Regions from separate parts of the Mus musculus genome. Here region 2 is linked to region 1. The links are chromatin contacts, called in public Hi-C maps. All regions are on one chromosome and are shown on one strand. The core of a region is the stretch at or near the end of the contact, and the rest is flanking DNA. Distances in the headings are between cores, read along the strand shown.

Region 1 (3,348 bases), core at 413-2,912:
TCAAACTGACTGGAAGTTGTTGTTGTTGTTTTTAATGTTTGTTTTAATGTGAGAGGCAGAGGATGGCCTCGAACTCACACTCCTTCAGCTTCAGCCCAATCTTATGCCCCAGGTTACTGAGTTTGCCAGTATGTGCCACCATGCCCAGACAGCCTCAGCCTGTAGAGATGAATTTAAAGTAGTTCTCTCATCAGTAAAAAGGGAAGAGTTTGTCGAAGCAAAGAGAATTGGTGTTAGTGAGCAGAGCAGACACCGTCTTTCCTCAGTCAGGAATGGTTTGATGAATTCTTTCATGAATGTCTTTGTCCTTGAGTGCACACTAAGCAGCAAGTGTGCACTAGCTTTAAATACAGCTGTAGGGAGCACGCATCTGTCATTAAGTGTTACCATCTTCCCGACACACAAATCAGAGTAGCATATACATAAGAAAAAGAAACTGGGGGCTGGAGAGATGACTCAGTAATGAAGAACACTCGTTAAAGACTTCAGTTATCAGCACCCATGGCAGGGACCTTACAGATGTCCGTAAGTCTAGCACCATGGGAGGATCCAAGGGCCCTGGACTCCCACGTGTTTACATCACATGCACATATCCTTATGCAGACACACATGTCTACTCAGAATTTAAAATAATAAAGGCAAATCTTTTAAAAAGGAAAAAAATCACCACACACACACACACACACACACACACACACACACACACACATATATATATATATATATATATAACTTCTAAATCCTTCATACACACTAATCTAATGTTTTAGGTGAATTTTTCCATTCAGTAAGTTAATAGAGCTATACATAACTTCATACCTATTTTCTCTTCTTAATGTATCAGTTTGCAGTTAATATACCTTTGAGTTTCATCTTCCTCTAAGAAATGCATTTACTGATCTGAAATGCACTTTTGGTTTGAAGAATGTCCCAGCTTTCCCAGTATTTGCCTCTGCGTGAACACAGCAAGCTTTGGTGCGTAAAACCAGTATGTAAAGTAAGTTGGTTAGAAGAGGACATCTTTCTGCTATTTTCTGCTGGCCTGTGCACTTCTAAGGGCATCCGGGTAGTTCTGCTTCCTTGCATTTATCTGCACAGTAGATGGTTTGAATCAAGTTGGCAGTCCCATACCAAGGACAATTACTGTCCAACATTATGGGTTTAAACGTTCAGCGTTGGTAAGGATATGGAGACAGGCTGGCTTAGAAACTGGCTGAGCGCTGTTGCCAAATCTGCTGAGGAAAATCACTATGGCAATGGCAGCATCACTTGACATCAGCATCCGATTCTTCCTCCATTCCTATCTGTTGTTAAATCACTATGGTGATGGCAGCATCACTTGTCATCAGCATCTGATTCTTCCTCATTCCTATCTATTGTTTTCTCTGTATTTGGTCTGATCACCCAAGTGTCATCGGCCTCAGTGTCCCTACATTGAGCACCGTGAACTGGGAAGATGAGACTTGGCCCACAGAGGCAGGAAACCCTGGCACTCTGCCCTGGCTTTCTCTCCCCTTCAGTATGACAAAGTCCTTCTGTTTTTCTTTTATTTATTATCTTTTTTTTTTTGAGACAAGGTCTCACTGCATAACTTAGACTGCCCTTGAGCCCACAGTCATCTTGCCTTAGCCACCCCAGTAGCTGGGATTACAGGCAAGCATCACCACGCCTGGCTGGGCCTTGGCTCTGTGTCAGTACTGACAGCCTAATGCTATTAGAGGCTACCTGGGGTTCTTAGTCGATGATTAAAATGAAACTCATAGTGACTGTTCCTCATTATGTTGTATTTGAAGTCGCCACAGAAGGGGCATGTCGCCATGAACAGCCCAGGCTTGCTGGCTTTTCAGAATGTTCTGTTAACTTCCATTGTCTGCCCCTGTGCTGTCATTGGCCCCCGTTCTTTTACCTTCCTAGAACTCCATCTTCTAGGTCCTAATAGTAAGATATCAGTAAATATTAGATGAATAACTAAGCAAATAAACTAGATACCTAAATAGCCAACTTAATGGTGGAGACGATATCTCTGGGGAAAATAGCCTCATAAGTATGCATTGCTTACTTGCTGTCACTATGATCTATGGCAACAACACCTTTAATTGTCTCTGTTAAATCTCTGCATGTTTGTATCCTAATGCGCCCTGGCTGTTCTTATTGGATGAAGCTCGGCACCATTAAGCCACAGAAATGTATTTTTCATAAACTAATGTTGATGGTTGTACTTTTAAACCGCTAATGATGCGCTCCATTCAGCGGACATGACTAATCCGGCTTATGCCTGACTGTGGAAGGGACAGTGCCCTAGGTAACAGGCCCCTAGGGTAGTAAACACAACGTGTGTACATTTGGGGCTGGAAGAGAACATGGCAGGGTCATAGAAATGACAGGAAACAGTTTCTCCACAGAAAACACCCAAATTATAAATAATGTCTCGTAGACTATTAATTTCCCTAAGACGTGACAACGCAGTGTCTTGTCTTTACGTTTAATCGTAGCAGTCCCATTAGCTCAGTGACTCTGAGTCTTCGCTGAGCTCCTGCACTGATCTCTCACACTGTACCTCTCTCTGGTCAGCAGCAATTAAAGCCAGTGCTGAGGAGCTGGCCTCAGGAATCTTGTTTCTGACAAGCTTCCCCAGTTCAAGGCCCGCCCCATTCGGCGCTGCCACTGTTGAGGCTCCTTCTCTTGCTAGCCCGCCTTACCTTGGCGAACCAGATTTCACTCAATCCACACGACTGACCATCCGCATTACAGACATGCGTTTGTTCTATGAAAATACTGGGGAGAAAGTGTCAGCTGACTTGGGACTCCCCCCTTTACTTCCTTATTTCAGAGGCATTCTTGCTTATCACAATGATCTTTTAATTAATAGCTTTAAATTGACAAATAAAAATTACACGTTCCTCTTTGTTATATACAAAATGACGTTTCAAAGTACATATCCATTGTAGAATGGCTCCCCTGAGCAATTTAAGACGTATTTCCATGTGTCCACATCAATGTTTGTAGTGAGGATATTCAAAATTACTGTCGGCCATGGTGAGTGGGAGACACATTACTGCTCACTTTGTTGTGCGATAGAACTCTTTGGCTTCTTCGTCTTGGCTGAGCTGGTATGCCCTCAGGGCCGTGTCTCCCTCCACAAACCTGCCTCTTAGTGCTCCCTCTTCATCTCAGTCACGGCCGGCGTCTAAGATCAGGGGAAATTCTGATTCCTCTTTCTTAATCACCAAGGCCTAATTCTTAGCTGAAATAATCAGACACAGGAAGGAAGGAAGGTGACATTTGTAGGAAACAGGTCCTATCTGCAGCTTCCCTGCATCCCAGACTGACCCGAGTGGATTGTATACA
Region 2 (3,348 bases), core at 463-2,962, 89 kb before region 1:
GAGCATACCTTAGAGCATCTTGGCTTACCTACACCCACCCACCCCCACTCCCCCACCCCCCACCCTTCATCATCTACAGAGCTGGTAGCAGACTCACAATGTAGGAGCAGAGAATGCAACAAAGTGATTGCCTAACAAATGGAGATTTCAGCTGTGTGGCTAGCAGGAAAGTTTCAGAGACAAAAAGTTCCAGGCAAGTGTGAGAATAGACCCACTGCTACAACCACCCTCAGCCCCCAAAACCATTCTAACAGCTGCCCAGACACTGAACAAAGCAGCAAGCAGGGTGCTACTGTGGATAACCCCTGGTTTAGGCATGGGAAGGCCTGAGCTAAAATTGAGCGGTACATGACACTGGGGCAAGTCAGTTTGCACTTTAAGCTTGAATTTCTCCAAAAGAAAATGAGATTTGACCTAAATAATCTCTAGCGTCCTTTCTAGGCTCAAACTTGTTGCTCCATTGAAACTTTACTGAGAACTCTGTAGCAGCAATGTAACGTTAATCAGTCAACATTTAGTTAACGGAGCACCTTCTACGTGCCAAGCACCACGGAATACGGTGATAGGAAAATCACCAAAAGGCATGCAATCTTCTCTCAAGCACATCAGAGTTTAATACAGGTGGACATGTAAATGCACTGCACTACAATGTACAATTACGGATTCACTGTATGCTTAGACATCTATCCTGTCGGGGATGACAGCAGATCACAGTGCGTGCCTTCATCAGAGATTACTGTCCAGTTAAATAGACACACGTTAGCAAAGAACTCACCACACAATATATAAAGACACCAAATGTGGTCTGTAATTGTAACAGGGGAACATGACTTTGTAAGGGAAGGTTTCCCTACAGAAGTGACATTTTGGGCGAATACCCAAAAGATGAAAAGACAATTCCAGACCAAAAAAAAAAAAATTGGGCCAATGGCAAAAGGGTCCCAGTGGTTTGTGAAACTGAAAGCTTAACAAAGCTAGACATTTAAAGAAGGTGTAAGAGATTTCAAGAAGGGGTCCTGAGTGACATGATCAGGTCAGCATTTGAAAAGTTACTCCGTCCTCAGCTCAGAGAACAGACTAAACCAGAACTGCCCCTGCTGAGTTAGGAGACTAGGGCAGCCTCGGTGATAAACTTGGACGAGGTGTTTTTACAGTGTGTGCTGACGCCCGGGCAAGCAGGTCTAAAAAATAATGCTAGAAATCCAAGTCGCGTCGCTGGGGAAATCGCTGGTAACAGCATCGTAAAGAAACCAGACGTCCTGCAGCCTCAGGGAGGAGGAGGTCAGGGCGGAGGAGCAAAACACCAAAGCCATGACAGTCCCCACGCGTGCCCTGCCTGTCACAGGAGCAGAGGACCGGGTCCTCCTCCCTCGTCACCGCTGGCTTCGCACTCTTAACAGGGCGTTCTAAAAGGCTGTGTCCGGTCCCTGTCCTCAGGACGGACGGTCCTGAATCCCACAACACAGCCCGGGGAGGGAAGACGCTGCAGGCGGCTGCCCTCAGGGGCCGTGCGTCCTGCACCTGAGGCGCTCACAGTCACACGGTCCTCCCTGGGGTCGGTCCTCAACAGACACCGATGCCTACCTCGATGTGTCCAGCGGCAGAGCTGCCGAGAGACAAGAGCGCCAAGGCGGCCAGGGTAGCCACCCGCAGAGTGAGGAAGCAGGGGGCCGCCATGTTTGCCGGCTTCTCACGCCCCGAAGAGCAAAGGGGCGGGGCGAGTGCCGTAAAGCAGCGCTGCCGCTGCCGTGCACGGGGGGGTGTGGTTTGGTTTGTTCTTCCCATGGTAGTGGCCTTGAGTTGTTTTAGTTTTTGTTTTGTTTTGTTGCTTCATTTTGTTGTTTTGTTTTGTTTGCCACCGCATACACCTTCCTCCATTCAGGTTCTGGAGTGGCCGGGGCAACCTAATTGGAGAATTACTTACTCAGCTATGTTTCTAGGTTTGTTTTGTAAAATAGACACAATATTTAAGGAGGAAATTTTAAAAAGATAATTTGGGGATCCACAATATTTGATGTTTCCCTTTGGTGTGGTGCTATCAGTTAGTTGGCTATGTGGTCCAAGATTTCTAAATCTTAAAGGACGACAAAATGGAAATATGATCACTGGGGTTTAATGACTGCCAACCTACAGGGGAAAAAAAATGGGTTCAGTGAAGGATGTTGCTTCAAGAGATCAAGTCAGAAAGAGGTGGCACCCAACACCTGCTTCTGGCTTCCATAAGTGGGCCTGTAAACACACACACACACACACACACACACGTACACACACGTACACACACGTACACACAGACACCATACAGAAGGGAAAAAATATACAGTATTTCTGGTCATTCTGTTTTCTAATTTTGAAAAAAATTTTTGTTGTAACACTATTACTCATCCATTTTAATTATTCTTTGAATATTTCTTTTAATTTTTTTTGAGACAAGGTCTCATTATGAAGCCCTGCCTGACCTAAAGCTACCTTGAACTCACAGAGAGACCTGCCTACCACTGTCTCCCACGTGCTGACATTAAAAGCACGTGCTACCATGGCCAGTTTTGCTTGAAAGTGTTTTGTGTCCTTTTTGTTTCACACACACACACACACAAAACAACTTTAGTTTTTGGATTTTATGTAACGTGTATGGATATTTTTCCTACATATATGCCTAAGCACAATGTGTGTGCATTGCCTGCAGAGGTCAGAAGTGGACATCAGATCCTCTGGAACCAGAGATGGTTGTTAAATCACCACGTGGGTTCTGAAAACTAAACCCAGGACCTTTGCAAGAGCAGCCAGTACTCTTAACCACTGAGCTATCTCTTCACTCCCCACAAAAGCCCTTTTTTTTTAATTGGATATTTTATTTACATTTTTAATGTTATCCTCTTTCCATGTTTCCCCTCTGGAAACCCTCTATCCCATCACCCCTCCCACTGCTTCTACTACAACAGACTGACCTACACTGACAGCATTTCCCTACACTGAGTCATCTAGCCTTCACAGGACCAAGGGCCTCGTCTCCCACTGATGCCCAACAAAATTATCCTCTGCTGCATATGCAGCTGGAGCCATGGGTCGCTCCATGTGCACTCTTTGATTGGTGGTTTAGTCCCTGGGAGCTTTGGGGGGTCTGGTTGGTTGATATTGTTGTTCTTCCTACAGGTTGCAAACCCCTTCAGCTCCTTCAGTCCTTTCTCTAACTCCTCCATTGGGGTCCCCATGATGAGTCCAATGGTTGGCTGCAAACACCCACCTCTGTATTTGTCAGGCTCTGGCAGTGCCTCTCAGGAGACAGTTATATCAGGCTCCTGTCAACAAGCACTTCTTGGCATCCACAGTAGTGTCTGGGTTTGGTGACTG

What was found. A called contact is a pair of places that touch in the nucleus more often than the background predicts.
Region 2: a Hi-C map of Sertoli cells shows a contact between it and region 1, with 2.3 times the contacts expected there. The contact joins the promoter of Pigk here to the enhancer-like site in region 1. A contact is called at or near these places in 3 of 39 promoter capture datasets (epiblast stem cells, hippocampal neurons and maxillary cranial neural crest), 2 of 484 Hi-C or Micro-C datasets (the 3T3-L1 cell line and Sertoli cells) and 1 of 9 other capture datasets (adipose tissue).

Annotation. Positions count from the first base shown.
Region 1 is chr3:152,623,510-152,626,857 of GRCm38.p6, reverse strand. The region is part of intron 5 of Ak5 (adenylate kinase 5); the gene reads left to right. Among named protein-coding and RNA genes, the nearest start is that of AI115009, 42 kb to the left of the region's middle. Within about 2 kb of position 1,662, at least 7 of the 459 cell types and tissues checked have an H3K27ac peak or open chromatin away from gene starts, as enhancers often do. A contact at or near this core is called in Sertoli cells, where this site is marked.
Region 2 is chr3:152,712,464-152,715,811 of GRCm38.p6, reverse strand. It overlaps Pigk (phosphatidylinositol glycan anchor biosynthesis, class K), which reads right to left and starts at 1,712. Exons shown (of 11, transcript NM_025662.5): 1 at 1,585-1,712. The coding sequence starts at 1,677.